Linked DNA regions of Triticum aestivum: region 2 is linked to region 1. The links are chromatin contacts, called in public Hi-C maps. All regions are on one chromosome and are shown on one strand. The core of a region is the stretch at or near the end of the contact, and the rest is flanking DNA. Distances in the headings are between cores, read along the strand shown. Region 1 holds the start of LOC123122574 (protein ELC). Region 2 holds the start of LOC123125419 (exosome complex component CSL4).

What was found. Hi-C and Micro-C count contacts between places; a contact is called where the count stands out from the background.
Region 2: a contact with region 1 is called in a Hi-C map of leaf, with 6 times the contacts expected there. The contact joins the promoter of LOC123125419 here to the promoter of LOC123122574 in region 1. A contact is called at or near these places in 2 of 5 Hi-C or Micro-C datasets (both in leaf).

What each region holds. Positions count from the first base shown.
Region 1 is chr5D:445,255,211-445,261,900 of IWGSC CS RefSeq v2.1, forward strand. It overlaps LOC123122574 (protein ELC), which reads right to left and starts at 4,506. Exons shown (of 1, transcript XM_044542787.1): 1 at 2,918-4,506. The coding sequence starts at 4,384. The coding sequence ends at 3,167.
Region 2 is chr5D:445,416,862-445,424,437 of IWGSC CS RefSeq v2.1, forward strand. It overlaps LOC123125419 (exosome complex component CSL4), which reads left to right and starts at 2,739. Exons shown (of 7, transcript XM_044545914.1): 1 at 2,739-2,968; 2 at 3,065-3,139; 3 at 3,931-4,019; 4 at 4,207-4,291; 5 at 4,478-4,559; 6 at 4,721-4,836; 7 at 5,252-5,500. The coding sequence starts at 2,786. The coding sequence ends at 4,809.

The DNA of each region.
Region 1 (6,690 bases), core at 3,256-5,755:
TAGACAGATGTGGAGCTGGCCTCACATCAAGTACAGTTGTACCAAGGAATACATTTTTCTGATAAAACGTCTGGAACAGCAAAGGTCCAAGCCTGGCTGAGTGGGGCTTCTTGTAAAGCCCAATGAACGCACCAATAAAACCACTGTTCATACAAGTAAAAACGTCTTCAACACTGGGCCCGTCTTGAACGAAATAACTACTCCAATACACACCCAATGCATTATGCATGCTGGTTTGATTGAAGTGTCTTGTTTTTTCTATCAGCTCCTGAACACACTTAATCGCCACGTTAACAGATTCCACCATCATGTCCAACTCAAAACTGAAAAGTGCATTTCAAAGGTCTTTTAGAAATTCAATCATGTGAAATGTTGTGATGTTACACTGTGCTTGCACTCTCTGTCCGAGAGTGGAACATCAGCATGCACCATGACCCCATGCCAAATTGACACATAAATCGGCAATGTGAGTCTTATTTACTACTCTCCCTCTGTTCGAAAATAAGTGTCATGGTTTTAGTTCAAATTTGAACTAAAAGCACGACACTTATTTTGGGACGAAGGGAGCATTTCTGTAGTCTTGTAAGAATGTTGATGTTTTAATCAAGCTTCGAAATAATTATATCAAATCTTGTTTTCAAATATCTTAATGGCAGAGTTCAACTTGTGACTACAATGAAATTCAGTGACCCGGACCCATAGTCTATCAAGCCTTCAGCTAACTATATAGGTGTTGTATGGAGCTTCAAAGTTCAGGTTAAGGTTGGTCAGAGTTGCAATGGAGCAGGAAGCAATTCTGCCATCTACCCTATAAACACCAACAATCTACTGACAACTTAAGATGGCTTAAATCTGACAACTCAATTCTGACTGCAAGAGTAGTAAATGCACATTTGTTTGATATAGTATTGCACAAAAACTTGAAAATCAATCAGATCTGAAAACAACTGGAGATGTCACATGCTACAGTCCTAAAGTGCAGCCTACCATCATACGGATTTACGATTATGCACATCATTGCTTATCCCTGCATGCAGTTTTGATCTACACAACCATTTCTACACTGATATCCAAGTGGGCTGTTTCGGTTTCTGTTCGCCCTAACACCTTTGGCAAAAGAAAGAACACGCTCTGTACCATCAAACCGAAGACAAAAAGGTCGAGCATCTTCCAATATTTCTAAAATGTAGTTATATCTAATTCTTTCTAAACTAAAAGTCAATGACAAAAAACTTGTGTATAGATATTCAGAAAGATGCACTGCACATGTGCGATGACTAAAGGAATAAAAACAGGAATGATGTTCACCTGTATATCCAGAACACTGGGGGCAAGATCACTCATATGAGATGGGCATAGATGATTCTTTTTCTCAAGGAAAGCATCCTGGATCGCCTGCACGCGATAGTCTGAATTATATCAGGGACGGTTGATGCCACAGCAGTTTGGAGTATTGACGAACACACCACCGAGCCCTGTCTTGATCGTGCCGCTTACCACCGCGCATGTGCTTCATGTTGCTATGTAATCAAATCCAAATTTTCAGTTGCTTCTAGGAAAATGAGTGGAAAGAACAGGCGCATGAACAAAGTTAAAAGAACACCTGCTGCAGTACTCTTGTGTTGCAAAGAACACCAGGGTTAGATCGCCTACTGTGGTACCCTTTAATAACATGTGGTACTCTTTAATAATATATGAATCTCCTGGGCACAAAATCCACACAGCAGGCCTGGCAGTAAATAAATTAACATCTGAAAGGTGAGTACTCCTCTTCTTTCTCCGATTTTTGGGGTGGTGAGAGATTCTCGTGGTGATGACAACTAATTTCGTTGCCAGTGCAAGGTCAGTGTGGTACCTAAACTCATAGATTCTTGAATCTGGTGCTGGGCTGATACGGGTATCGACAGCAAGAGTTCACACAGGTATGCGGCGTGCCGCCAAGCTAACTCTGCTAATAGTACTCCCTCTGTAAAGAAATATAAGAGCGTTTAGATCTAAACGCTTTTATATTTCTATACGGAGGGAGTATATTCTAAGGTGTTTTCAGTTCTCAAGCCACTGTTTGGTCTCTATATTCGTTGCTTCCTCCCTGAAGGATAGTCATATTGATAGGACAACTTATGCACATGCTTTGTACATTAGTGCAGCTCAAGAAATTGGTGTGCTTGGAAGTTGGAACCCTGTAATGTTTGGATCACATCTATGGAGATACAAATCTCTTTGTTACAATTTGTCCTCATGGCATGGGATTTCGTAACCAAGGGTAATTTTGGGGTGGTAAGATCGGAATAGGCTTTTAAATAGCTTTCCCGCATAACACCGCAAAAGGTTACCCAACTGTTTATAGTTTAAAAAACACCCCAAAAAGCTTTTAAAGAGCTTTTGAATACACTCAGTACCATACATAATCTACTTCAGCAAATTCAGAGTCTGCAATCCAAGAAACATTGTTTCAGAAAATAAACCTCAAGCCTAGACAAATTGCAATGAAACAGTCGGCTTCAGATCACACACACCTTCGAAACACCAACACCAAGCCAAAGCACCCGCCAAACTTCAGCGGCAGCACAACGGACAAAAAAATGGTTATGCATTTACAATTATCAAAACATATGTGCAAGCCGGATATCACAGCTAGGAGACTATTCCAGTTCCAAGTATCAAGAGTGGAATAAGTTCACAGCAGTGCCATGACAGAAGGAAAAAAGAACATCTAAATATCTAACATTCCCAAAGTACTGAAGAGTCCATATACTTCTCATACCTGGATTTCAATCTCCGGACTGCAATTAGGATAGTACAACTGTACCTAGTACAGCAACACACTAGGCTCTGTATGTTTTTTTTTGTTTTTGCCTATCTAAGAAAACAAACAAACAAACATACATACTGTAGAGACTTACCAAAGACAGAGACATCAATGAAATGAGTGTAAATTTCAAAACTGAGATATGTACTGCGAGTTCAACAACCCTACACAAACATCACCATGAACTTACAACACCCAAACTAATAAAGTTATTATTGTGACACATCCATCTGTTTGATATTCAGTAAGCACACACATCAACGACAACGGGAACCAACTTTACACTGAGCCACTCTCTTACAATGGATGGAATTGATCGATCATAAAGCATGTATACTGACCTATCCATCATCTTGGCTAGGAGGCGTACTGTGGTGCCCGTGCTGCCATCCTAGCAACCTGTGCCTGCTGCTGCGCATTGTTAACCTTGGTGCAGAGGACACGCTGGAAGAACTGCTCCCGTGCAAGTGCGCGCACGCTCCTGAGGTAGCCGTCGAAGGGCACCGATCCTTCCTGGACAGCTTTGTCAAGCGCGTAGATGGTGTCCTCGAGTGCCAAATCAGTAGCTGTGCACTCCAGCATCTGCCTGGACAGCACGTCAGCAGGCTGGATGGCCCCCTCCGCCTCAGTGGCATCGTCGGCAGCCCCCTTGCGGTTCTCGGCAACCCAGGCCTCAATGACGTCAGTGGCCATCACCACGTCCTGAAGCCGGCGCTCGAGCGTCTCCTTCTCCTCCGTGATCCTGCGAACCCCATCGTTCACCGCCTCCCCTCGGCCACGCAGCTCGGCCTGCACGGCGAAGAGGGAGTCGACCTCTGCCTCGCGGGCGGTGCGCAGGGCGGCAGCGTCCGCGTAGGCGGTGTCGACAAGCTTGGAGATGGCGTTGCGCTTGAAGACCTCAGCTGGGTCCTCTGTGGGCGGCTGGCGCGCGGCGAGCTGGGGCGATGCCGGGAACCTGTACGGGCGAGGGACAGGAGCGTAGACGGCCTCGGGGCGCATGGCGGGGGAGGCGGCGGCGGGAGGAGGAGCAGGATGAGCGGGAGGAGGAGTGGGAGACGGGGCTGCGACGGATCTGGTGAAGAGCGGCGGGTCGAGGCCGAAGAGGTGGGAGAGGGATCTGACGAGGTCGAGGAGGTTGGAGGAGGGGAAGACCCAGGAGCGGAGGTAGGGGGCGTTGGCGACGAGGCCGGAGCGGTCGACGAGCGGGTGGTGGGGCTTGATGAGCATGTCGCGGGTGGGGGAGAGGAAGACGAGGGGCGGGGAGCGCGGGTAGGTCTCGGGCAGCCAGATGACGGCGGGCAGGTTGTAGGTTGCCCCGGCGTGGTGGATGGGGACGGTGCCGTCGGCCTGGAGCAGGTGCGCGGCGCGGCCGTCGTTGTGGGTGAAGAGGGCCGCCTTGGGGTGGAGCGAGGGGAAGGCGTCGGCGAGGGCGACGAGGTGGTTGCGGATGAGCCACTTGACGTCCTCCGCGTAGGGGAGCGCCGAGGGACCGCGCTGGGAGAGGGCGGTGTTGAGGAACTGGTGCGCGTACTGCGCTCCGCTCGCCGGCGGCGGCGGGGACGGCGACGGCGCCATCGGATCGGGGCGGCGGCGGCTAGGGTTTGGTCCTCCTGCCTTCTCTCTGGATATTTGGGGGAAGGAGGAAGAAGAGTGCACGATAGGAGGGGTAAGGAAGGTTCGCTTCCCTTGCAATGAAGTAGTCTACTTTCTCAAACAAAAGAAGGGTTCGCTTCTTTGCAATGAAGTAATTGATTTTGCATCCGACTTGTTTTCTTAGAAAAAACCCTCTGACAAACTAATTTGACGAATAGAATTAGCAAAGATACATCTGAGTAGTTGACTGCCCATGTGTTGTCACGCGCTAACAAATAAATTTGTAAACAATGTTCTTTTACTCCCAACAAACAAGCACATTGCACGCAATGTTCAACCACAACACAAACACAAATACTTCTTCTTTGTATTCCAACAGACAACGTGCACCCCTCTAGCTGCTCTTTTCCATTGAGCTCATCGTCCATTGCCTTCTTTGTCATAAATCATTCATCCTCTCAATCTATTGCCTATTGACTCCGCAATGGCTTTTATGTCGTTCTTTTGTTGTCTTACTACTACGTACATCGTGCAATGATGGAACACTACCAACAAAATGATGAGATATAAGGCACCTCACCTTAATACAAATATTTAAAAATCTTGGCAACCCACCGTCGCGTCGCCCCTCGAGATCCAAGACGACGGTGACGCGGTCCCGTGAAGCCGAGGCTTCTAAGAGGAAGGGAGTGTTGGAAATATGAGCAATTTACCATGTGATTTTGTGAACAAAAATACTAGATAAAACATGACTATTATAACAGAGATAGAACAAGTCATGTAATCTAACAGAGAGAAGGTAAATAGCATCTGCATATATGAACTAGAACAGAACATATATAGAATAGACACTAGAACAAGAAACTGTGGCAGGAACTTAAACAGAAAGACGAAGACGTACTGAGCTGCGACAGAAGCATTGGTGACGGGGTTGACATCCTCGCCGGCCATGTCGTCGAAGAGGTGGTCAATGTCGGGGAAGAAGCCGTCGTTGGGGAAGTGATCGTCGGTGTCTGGGGTGTCCGTGATGAACAAGTCAGTAGTTGCACAGAGCGCTCCCCAAAAATCTTATCACCCTTCTCCCGTACAGGACTCAAAGAGGTGGGTTTCGGAGGCCTACTGTCCCGACCTGCGGTGCACGCCGCAAGCCGGGATGGTGAAGATCGTAGCAGTAGCTCAGTGCTCGGGAACTTGGAAGTAAGAAGAAGGCGGTGTTCTGATGTATCACTCTGAAGAGGAGCGACATCTCTTTTATAGGTCAATCTCCACTACAGAAACGTTTCAGCTCCCGCGTGATCATTCGTATGAAGGATATGCCCTAGAGGCAATAATAAAGTTGTTGTTTTATATTTCCTTATATCATGATACATGTTTATTATTCATGCTAGAATTGTATTAACCGGAAACTTGATACATTTGTGGATACATAGACAAAACACCGTGTCCCTAGTAAGCCTCTACTAGACTAGCTCGTTAATCAAAGATGGTTAAGTTTCCTAACCATAGACATGTGTTGTCATTTGATAAACGGGATCACATCATTAGGAGAATGATGTGATGGACAAGACCCATCCGTTAGCATAGCATATTGATCATTCAGTTTTATTGCTATTGCTTTCTTCATGTCAACTACATATTCCTTCGACTATGAGATTATGCAACTCCCGGATACCGGAGGAATGCCTTGTGTGCTATCAAACGTCACAACGTAACTGGGTGATTATAAAGATGCTCTACAGGTATCTCCGAAGGTGTTTGTTGGGTTGGCATAGATCGAGATTAGGATTTGACACTCCGAGTATCGGAGAGGTATCTCTGGGCCCTCTCGGTAATGCACATCATAAGAAGCCTTGCAAGCAATGTGACTAATGAGTTAGTTGCGGGATGATGCATTACGGAACGAGTAAAGAGACTTGCCGGTAACGAGATTGAACTAGGTATGAAGATACCGACGATCGAATCTCGGGAAAGTAACATACCGATGACATATGTTGTCATAACGGTTCCACCGATAAAGATCTTCGTAGAATATGTGGGAACCAATATGAGCATCCAGGTTCCGCTATTGGTTATTGACCGAGAGGTGTCTCGGTCATGTCTACATAGTTCTCGAACCCATAGGGTCCGCACGCTTAACGTTCGATGATGATTTTGTATTATATGAGTTATGTGATTTGGTGACCGAATGTTGTTCGGAGTCCCGGATGATATCATGGACATGAAGAGGAGTCTTGAAATGGCCGAGAGGTAAATATTGATATGTAGGACGACAGTATTCGGACACCGGA
Region 2 (7,576 bases), core at 1,489-3,988, 160 kb after region 1:
TACACCATTCATTTTTAGGGAGCCGAGCTCACTTTATTGAACCAAAATGTTGGATGGTCTCTGCTGATAATAGAGGCGCGTGGGAATGAGAGATAGGAGGAGAGAAATGAGAGCATGCACTGTTTGGCCGGATTCCAGTGGTTTAACATGCTGAACTAGACATGTTCATGGACAACTCGGCCATAAGCATGGATGTCTACCTCTAAGGGTATCTCCAATGCTGGCCCTCAAACCGTCCGGATCCGTCTAGACCAGACGATCCAGATCGGTTTTGCCATCGAACATGGTACTCATCTATCCGTAGACCGGTCTGGACGCCCGTTTCCAGCAAAGCAAAATGTGTGTGTGTTGGGGGGGGGGGGGGGGGGGTCGTGGGCGTCTAGATCGCTGTCACACACGCGTCGGACAACCCGGTTTGACGCGAAACCCTCTCCCTCGTCTGTGCACTTTCCCGCAAAGCAATTGTCGTGCATTCATGTTGGTCAGCGCCGCTTCAGAGTATCAGCGCCGCATTAATGCCGACCCAGAGCGCACGCGACCTCTCACTGGAGCTGGCATTGAAGTGGTGCGCCGACATAGAGCATGCTTGCCGGGGATGCTCTTTTTCCTTTTTCGGGAAGCACAATTGTTCTTCTCGCAGAAACATAGACCGTGCTTTTCCCTTTTCCAAGAAACACAAGTATTTTTTTCCTTTTCGGGAAGCATAATTGTCCCATGGAAGCGTAGGTTGTACTTTTCCCTTTTGCGGAAACATAGCTGCGCTTCTCGCGAAAAATCACTACTTCCAAAAAAATTCCATCAAAACATAAAAAACCAAGCAAAAGCCGAAAATAAAAATAAAACCGGAAAGCATGTGGAGAAAGAAAAAATCCTGAGGGTGCGCCCATCCTGCGACGTGGCGGCGGTTGGGCGTACCAAGTGGCATGCTCCTAGTCCAGCAAAAGTGACCCGCTGGATTTCCCACGAGAGGGTACACTTTATTATGTTTTTTAGGCTAAAAATGCTCAGTTTTATTCATTTGATAAAATGATCATTCAAATACAACTTAAATCCTGGCCCGGCCCGTTAGCGAACCTTTAAAAGAAATTAAGAGGAAAAAGGTAGCCCAAGCTAGGAATGAAACCCTGGACTTATAAATTGTTGCATTTTAGCGCTGCTAGCCAGTAAGCCTCGACCAAGTTCGTGTTAGACTTATAGGGCGCCACGTACTTAAGGTAATTTCTTCACCATTTTTTTTCTAATTTTTGTTTTCTTTTTGTTTTAACACTAGTTTTTTTCCCTTTTTCCTCTGTTTTCGATGTATTTTCAGTTTTCTCTATTTTTATTTGTTTTTTGTTTATTCTTGGTTTTCATTGACTTTTTTATTTTCTTTATTTATCTTCTATTTTTCTTTCTTTTTTGTTGATCTTATCTGGGTTTTTTTGTTTTTTAATTTTATTCTTCTCCGTTTTTTTTTCAATTTTGTTTTTCATTTTGTTCTTCGTTTTCCATCATTTTATTTTTTATTTTGTTTCCTTTTCTGGTTTACTTCGTTCTTTAGATTATTATTCTACATTTTTGTATATGTTAACAAAAAATTTCTAATACACGTCTAACTTTTTCCACTAGGAATTAAACATTTTTTAATACACGTTGAACAGTTTTTTCTTGACATTTTTTATATTTTGAAATGCTTGGTTAACATTTTTCATGTAAACGATTAACATTTTTTTAACAGATGGTCAACAATTTTTCTATATACATTTAATATTTTTTAAATACTTGTTCAATATTTTTTTGAAATGCTTGGTTACAATTTTTATAGACATGATAAAAAATTCATCATTTACTTAATAAATGGATAACATTTTTATTTTTAGAATTCACCGAACGCTTGATTAACATTTTTCAAATACTTGTTCAATATTTTTCAAATACTTATTCAACATTTTCAAATATTTGTTCAACAAGTTTCAAATACTCATTCAACATTTTCAAATACTTGTTCAATATTTTTCAAATACTCATTCAACAATTTTCAAATGCTTGTTCAACATTTTCAAATACTTGTTTAACATTTTTCAAGTACTCATTAAACATTTTTCAAATACTTGTTCAATATTTTTCAAATACTTATTCAACATTTTCATATTGGTTCAACGTGTTTCAACTACTCATTCAACATTTTCAAATACTTGTTCAACATTTTTCAAATACTCATTCAACAGTTTTCAAATGCTTGTTCAACATTTTCAAATACTTATTCAACTTTTTCCAAATCCTCATTAAACATTTTTCAAATACTTGTTCATATTTTTCAAATACTTATTCGTCATTTTCATATTTGTTCAATGTGTTTGAAATACTCATTCAACATTTTCAAATACTTGTTCAACATTTTTCAAATACTCATTCTACATTTTTCAAATAATTTTCCAACATTTTTAGAATATTTTTTATATAGTGATTTTGCAATATATATTAAAATATTTTAAAGTATAAACAAAAATAAAAAATAAAGCAAAAAAGGAAAACAGAAAATATAAAAAACCAAGAAAAACAGGCTATGGCTTCCCCGGCGCGTGGGCCGGTCCACCTTGCTCGCCCCCTTCATCGAGTCTGGAATAAATCAAATCTCAATCTCCAAAAACTTGGGCCGTTTCTTTAGCAAGTTGGGCCCATTTTGGAGCAACTGCTTGGGCTGTACGGCCTCGAATAAACGGGTGTGTTCAGCCCACAAAAGTCACCCGAAACGGACAGAGCGAAACCCTCTCCTCGCATTCCCCCGAACCCAAACTCCCAACCAATGGCGGCCACGGCGATGGAGCACGACGGCGGCGCCGAGGTGGTGGTCACCCCGGGGGAGCTCCTCGGGCCCTCCTCGTCCCTCGAGGCCGGGCGCGGCGCCTACGCCGACGGCCGCTCCGTGCGCGCGTCGGTCACCGGCCGCCGCCGCTTCGTGGCCCCCGCCCCCGGCTCCTCCGACCAGGTGGGGTTTACCTAGGGTTTCTGGGGCGGTCCGTCCCTTCGCTCCTCGCGCTGCTGCTTCTGATTGATTGGTTGGCTCGTTTTGGTTTGGCTGCAGAGGTCCACGGTGGAGGTGGTCGGGCACAAGGCGCACGGAGCCGTGCCTCAGCCGGGGAGCATCGTCATTGCCCGTGTAAGATCTCTCTCTGTTTCCAGGACAACGTTGATTGGAGTAGATTGATGTGCCGAGGCCGCGTTTTGTTCCATCGAATGTTGTTAGCTTTGCTTGGATGCATTTGTGTACCCGTCGGATGCCGTGGTTGAATTAGGGGCTGGATACTGTTGTTGTCTGTAATCATGCTTCATGTGGATATATCCGGCATATGTGGGTGGCAGTTACTTAAAATTATTTGAACTGTTAGAACACTAGAATGCAACGGCATTGCCTGTGCGAATAGACTCACCCACATAGAAATTACTTTTCCCTGTTAAAGGTTGAACTTGTTAACCTGTATAGCCTCACTGACTTGAAATTCAGGTAATGTTTGTGAACAACCAGCCTATTGTTCGTGTGTTGAGCCTAGCAGTAAACAAGTTCATATATGGCTGCTTGCTCCCAAACAATATCTGGTACATGTATGAAGATTTCTTTGTATCATCTCCTTATTGACCTCCGGAGATGACTTTACGTAACGAATATGGGGAGTTTGGTGTTTCATGGAAAGAGAACCTGGGCTTGCCCTCTGATTCTAAGCAAATAAACAGGGTGAAAATATCTTACATCTATATCTGTTTTTTTAGCAGATACTATCTCTTGTTCATAACTATCTTACCATCATTTTTTCGCATGTGTGGATATTCTGCTATAGGCAGTGGCACTGGTCAACGTCTCTTACTGTAGGTGGTTTAGCTGAAAGAGATTTGCATGCCAACTTCTTTTTAATTGCTGATGAAGTGCTAATTGATTGCTTGTTTCTTTTGCAGGTGACTAAGGTTATGGCTAGGATGGCTTCTGCAGATATAATGTGTGTTGACTCAAAGGCTGTCAAGGAAAAGTTCACTGGCATGATAAGGTATTGGCCCGTAGCTGTTATGCTGCCATTTGGTTCTGATCTTCATAGATTATTTGTATGGCTTTGCTTTTGAGTTGATTGCCAAAGTGTTTAGAGTCAATTGCTTTTGTTCATCATTTTTCTTGTAGATAATAGACAGTGTATTGCAGGGAAGTTAGTTCCTCATGCCAGGCTCTTATGTTTGTAGGCAGCAAGATGTTCGTGCAACTGAGATTGACAAGGTGGATATGTACCAGTCCTATCGACCTGGCGACATTGTCAGAGCTCTGGTTGTATCCTTTAGGGGGGAACGTTGTGTCCTATTTGTTTTCTCTTGGAGTCTTGGTCATGTGTATCTCCATGCTTCAAGTCACTTTATTTCCAGAAATTATTCATTTGATTATTTAGCAACCAGCTTCCAGTCTTGCCAGAGTACTTGATACTTTTCACCAGATTGCAAACCTTACATCACGCTGAAGCTCTCTCTTGGTGATGCAAGGGCATACTACCTTTCGACTGCCAAGAATGAACTTGGAGTTGTTTCTGCCCAAAGTATAGCTGGTAAGCTTTCTATTACTGCCATGCCCAATTACTCACCATTAATTTCAGGATGCAAGTATGCCTCGTGAAGTGAGTGTAGAAATTCGTTACAGTTGTTCCTAATATTGTATGATTCAGGCAGAATTGTGCTAATGCTGCTACCCTTGTTTTTCTCTATATAGGTGGTACGCTGGTCCCAACCAGTTGGACTGAGATGCAATGTGAATTGACTGGCCAAATTGAGCAAAGGAAAGTTGCAAAGGTGGAATAGATCTTGTTTACTTTGCCAGTTAGGAAGGTAAAATTTTTGGTTACAGAGCTGTTTCTCTCCTTCCAGCCTCAGGCCTCGGACTGTTTCAGTTATGTACTAAATGATGTGCCCTTATTTTACTAGTGGAAGCAGCTACTAGCCTGTAATGTATTGATATTCTGTACAGTGGCTAGTTGGCTACTTCAGCCTAGTCTCTGGTTTACAAGTTCTGCTCCGCACAGTGCACACTGATGCAGCCATTGATTATTGTCTAGCTCACTGTTGATCAGATTGCAAAAGTTCAGTAATCCAGTAAATGTTTCACTGGTCTACCCCTCTATCCACTGTACCATGCTTTCAAATGTTCATCGCCCCTATACCATTCCATTTTTTCTGCCTACCTGTACCTCCACCGGAAGTTTGTGGGTGTACTTGTAATAATCTCCTTATTGTCACTTTACAGGTTTTGGCGGTGTACGATATGTTCGATCGATCAATGGCGCTTGGTCCTCTTGACATGATCACTGCCACTTGATTTAGCACATTAACCTTGCTCATGTGGTACAACTTTGAGTGGGCTTTGATGACATGATCACTGCCACTTGATTTAGCACATTAACCTTGCTCATGTGGTACAACTTTGAGTGGGCTTTGATCGTGTAATACAATTATGCCCGTTGAATGTTATTCAGGCCTTTATGTGAGATTCTGATGCTCCGGTGTTCTTAGGTTTGTAAAAGTTGGAAGTTTTGGTGGAGGCTAGACTGACTATGGAAAACTTGACATCGAATTTTTTTCTTGCACACACAAAAAATGTCAAATTCTTGCACTGGAGACTTTACAGTGACAATTAAGGACGGTTTTACTGACACAGTGAAATTTGGGATTACCAGATGTCCAGTAGACTAATTGTCGTTTACGGGTCAGAGCAACAGTTTAATGCTGACCTGGAGCCTGGCCGGGCCAGTGCTACTTCAGCTGGTCGATAGCATTGTCGACCTCTCCAACCTACTCCCTCCGATCCAAATTACTCGTCGTGGTTTTAGTTCAAAAATTTGAACTAAAACCATGATGAGTAATTTGGAACGGAGTGAGTACTACCCAAGGTGGCCGGCCTGATCTCCCCCAAAAACTTAATTACTCTCGCTGCAAACTGCATGGTCAAAGCGATCTCGGAGGCCATGTGCATGTCTGAAAATGTTCTGAGAACATTGCCTTCGCCACCGAGCCACAAAGCGATTAATAATTTGCAGAAGGCTTTCAAGTTTCAAGGGTAAAAGATTGTTGTAACATTGTGAATGTGCGAGTAATGAGTGGTAAACCCTGAAGCTAAGTACTCCCTCTGTCTTAAATTAGTTGACTCAGATTTGCCATAGACATGGATGTATGTAGACATGTTTTAATGTTAGGTTCATATCTACTAGACAACTCTAACAGTCGAGGCAACTAATTAGGGAGGAAGCTAAGAGCATCTCCAGCCGTGCCCCCAACAGGCCCTTCCCAGACGATTTTTCCGTGCCGGCGCCCAAAAATCGGCCCAGTCGCGCCTTAGGAGCCCGATTTTTGCTGGTTTGTGCCAAAACTGGAGCCGGCGGACCCAGGCCGAACCTGGCGTGCTGGGGAGCGCCGGGGCGAGCGTTTTTGGCGCGAAAGTGGATGGGCCTGCCGAGTCAGCGAGACGCCACTTGGTCGCCCTCATCGCCTCGGTTCCTGCGGGAATCAATGCGAAGGCTGCCGCGCCGGTTAGCCTCCATTGATGCCTCACGGGTGGCGCAGTGAACGCGCCGCGACGCGCATCCCGCCACGCGTCGCCCGGCATGCAGCCCCGTCGCCGCCCAGCTGCGGCTATAAAAGCCGACCTCCCCGCCGGTGGACGCCACAGCTCTCATTCCCCCCCCCCCTCTCCGACGCAGAAAACACACTCTCCCCTCTTCCCGCCGACGGAAAAGATGGCCGAGAGGTACCCAGGGGACGGCGCGGCGGCGAACGGCTTCGGCCGCTGCCACCTCCAAGAGCCGGAGGCTCGCCTGCTCTACGAGGCCGAGTACCCGGCGCCCCCGGACATGCGGCTGCCGGGGACGTGGAGGCTCAGCGCCGGTGGCGTCCCGATGTCACCGGTGCCCGAAGGGGCGGCACGGCGGGCCGAGATCACCCGCATCCGCTCGACCCCGACGAAGGAGCAGCGGAACGAGCCGCGCTACGTCCCTGACAGCCACACCCTCCGGACCATGTACTTCCAACGCCGCCGCGAAGAGCAGATCACCTCCACCAACGGCGTCATCCCGCGGGGCTGCCTCAACGCCGACGGGCGGCACGAGTGGTGGGGCGTGCCAGGCCGCACCCTCGAGGCCGTGCTCGACCACATCGAGACCGGCAACGTGCCGCGCCTCAAGTACCCGCCGCGGCCGTCCTTCTCTCGCCGCCGTGGTAGCTCCTGGACACGGCGGCGGATGGAGCCTTTGTCGTCCTCGTCGTCGGGCTCCGGCTCGCCGACCGCGTTCCGCCCCGTCAAGCCCGAGCCGGAGGAGGCGCCGCTCGGGCGCCGCACCCGCAGCAGAGCCCTCGTCATCAACGAGGGTGCCCGGCCCTCCCCACCTGGATCGGCACCGGCGAGGCGCTCCCTGCGCCTGGTCCAGCCGAAACCCGAGCCGGGGCTGCTCCCCGTGAAGCCGGAGCACGTCGACATGGTGGCCCCCCACGACGAGTCCGCCCTCAAGTGGGCGAAGGAGGATTATGTCCGCGAGCAGGTGCGCCGCCAGCGCCGGGCGTACCTGAAGCTCCAGGCCCG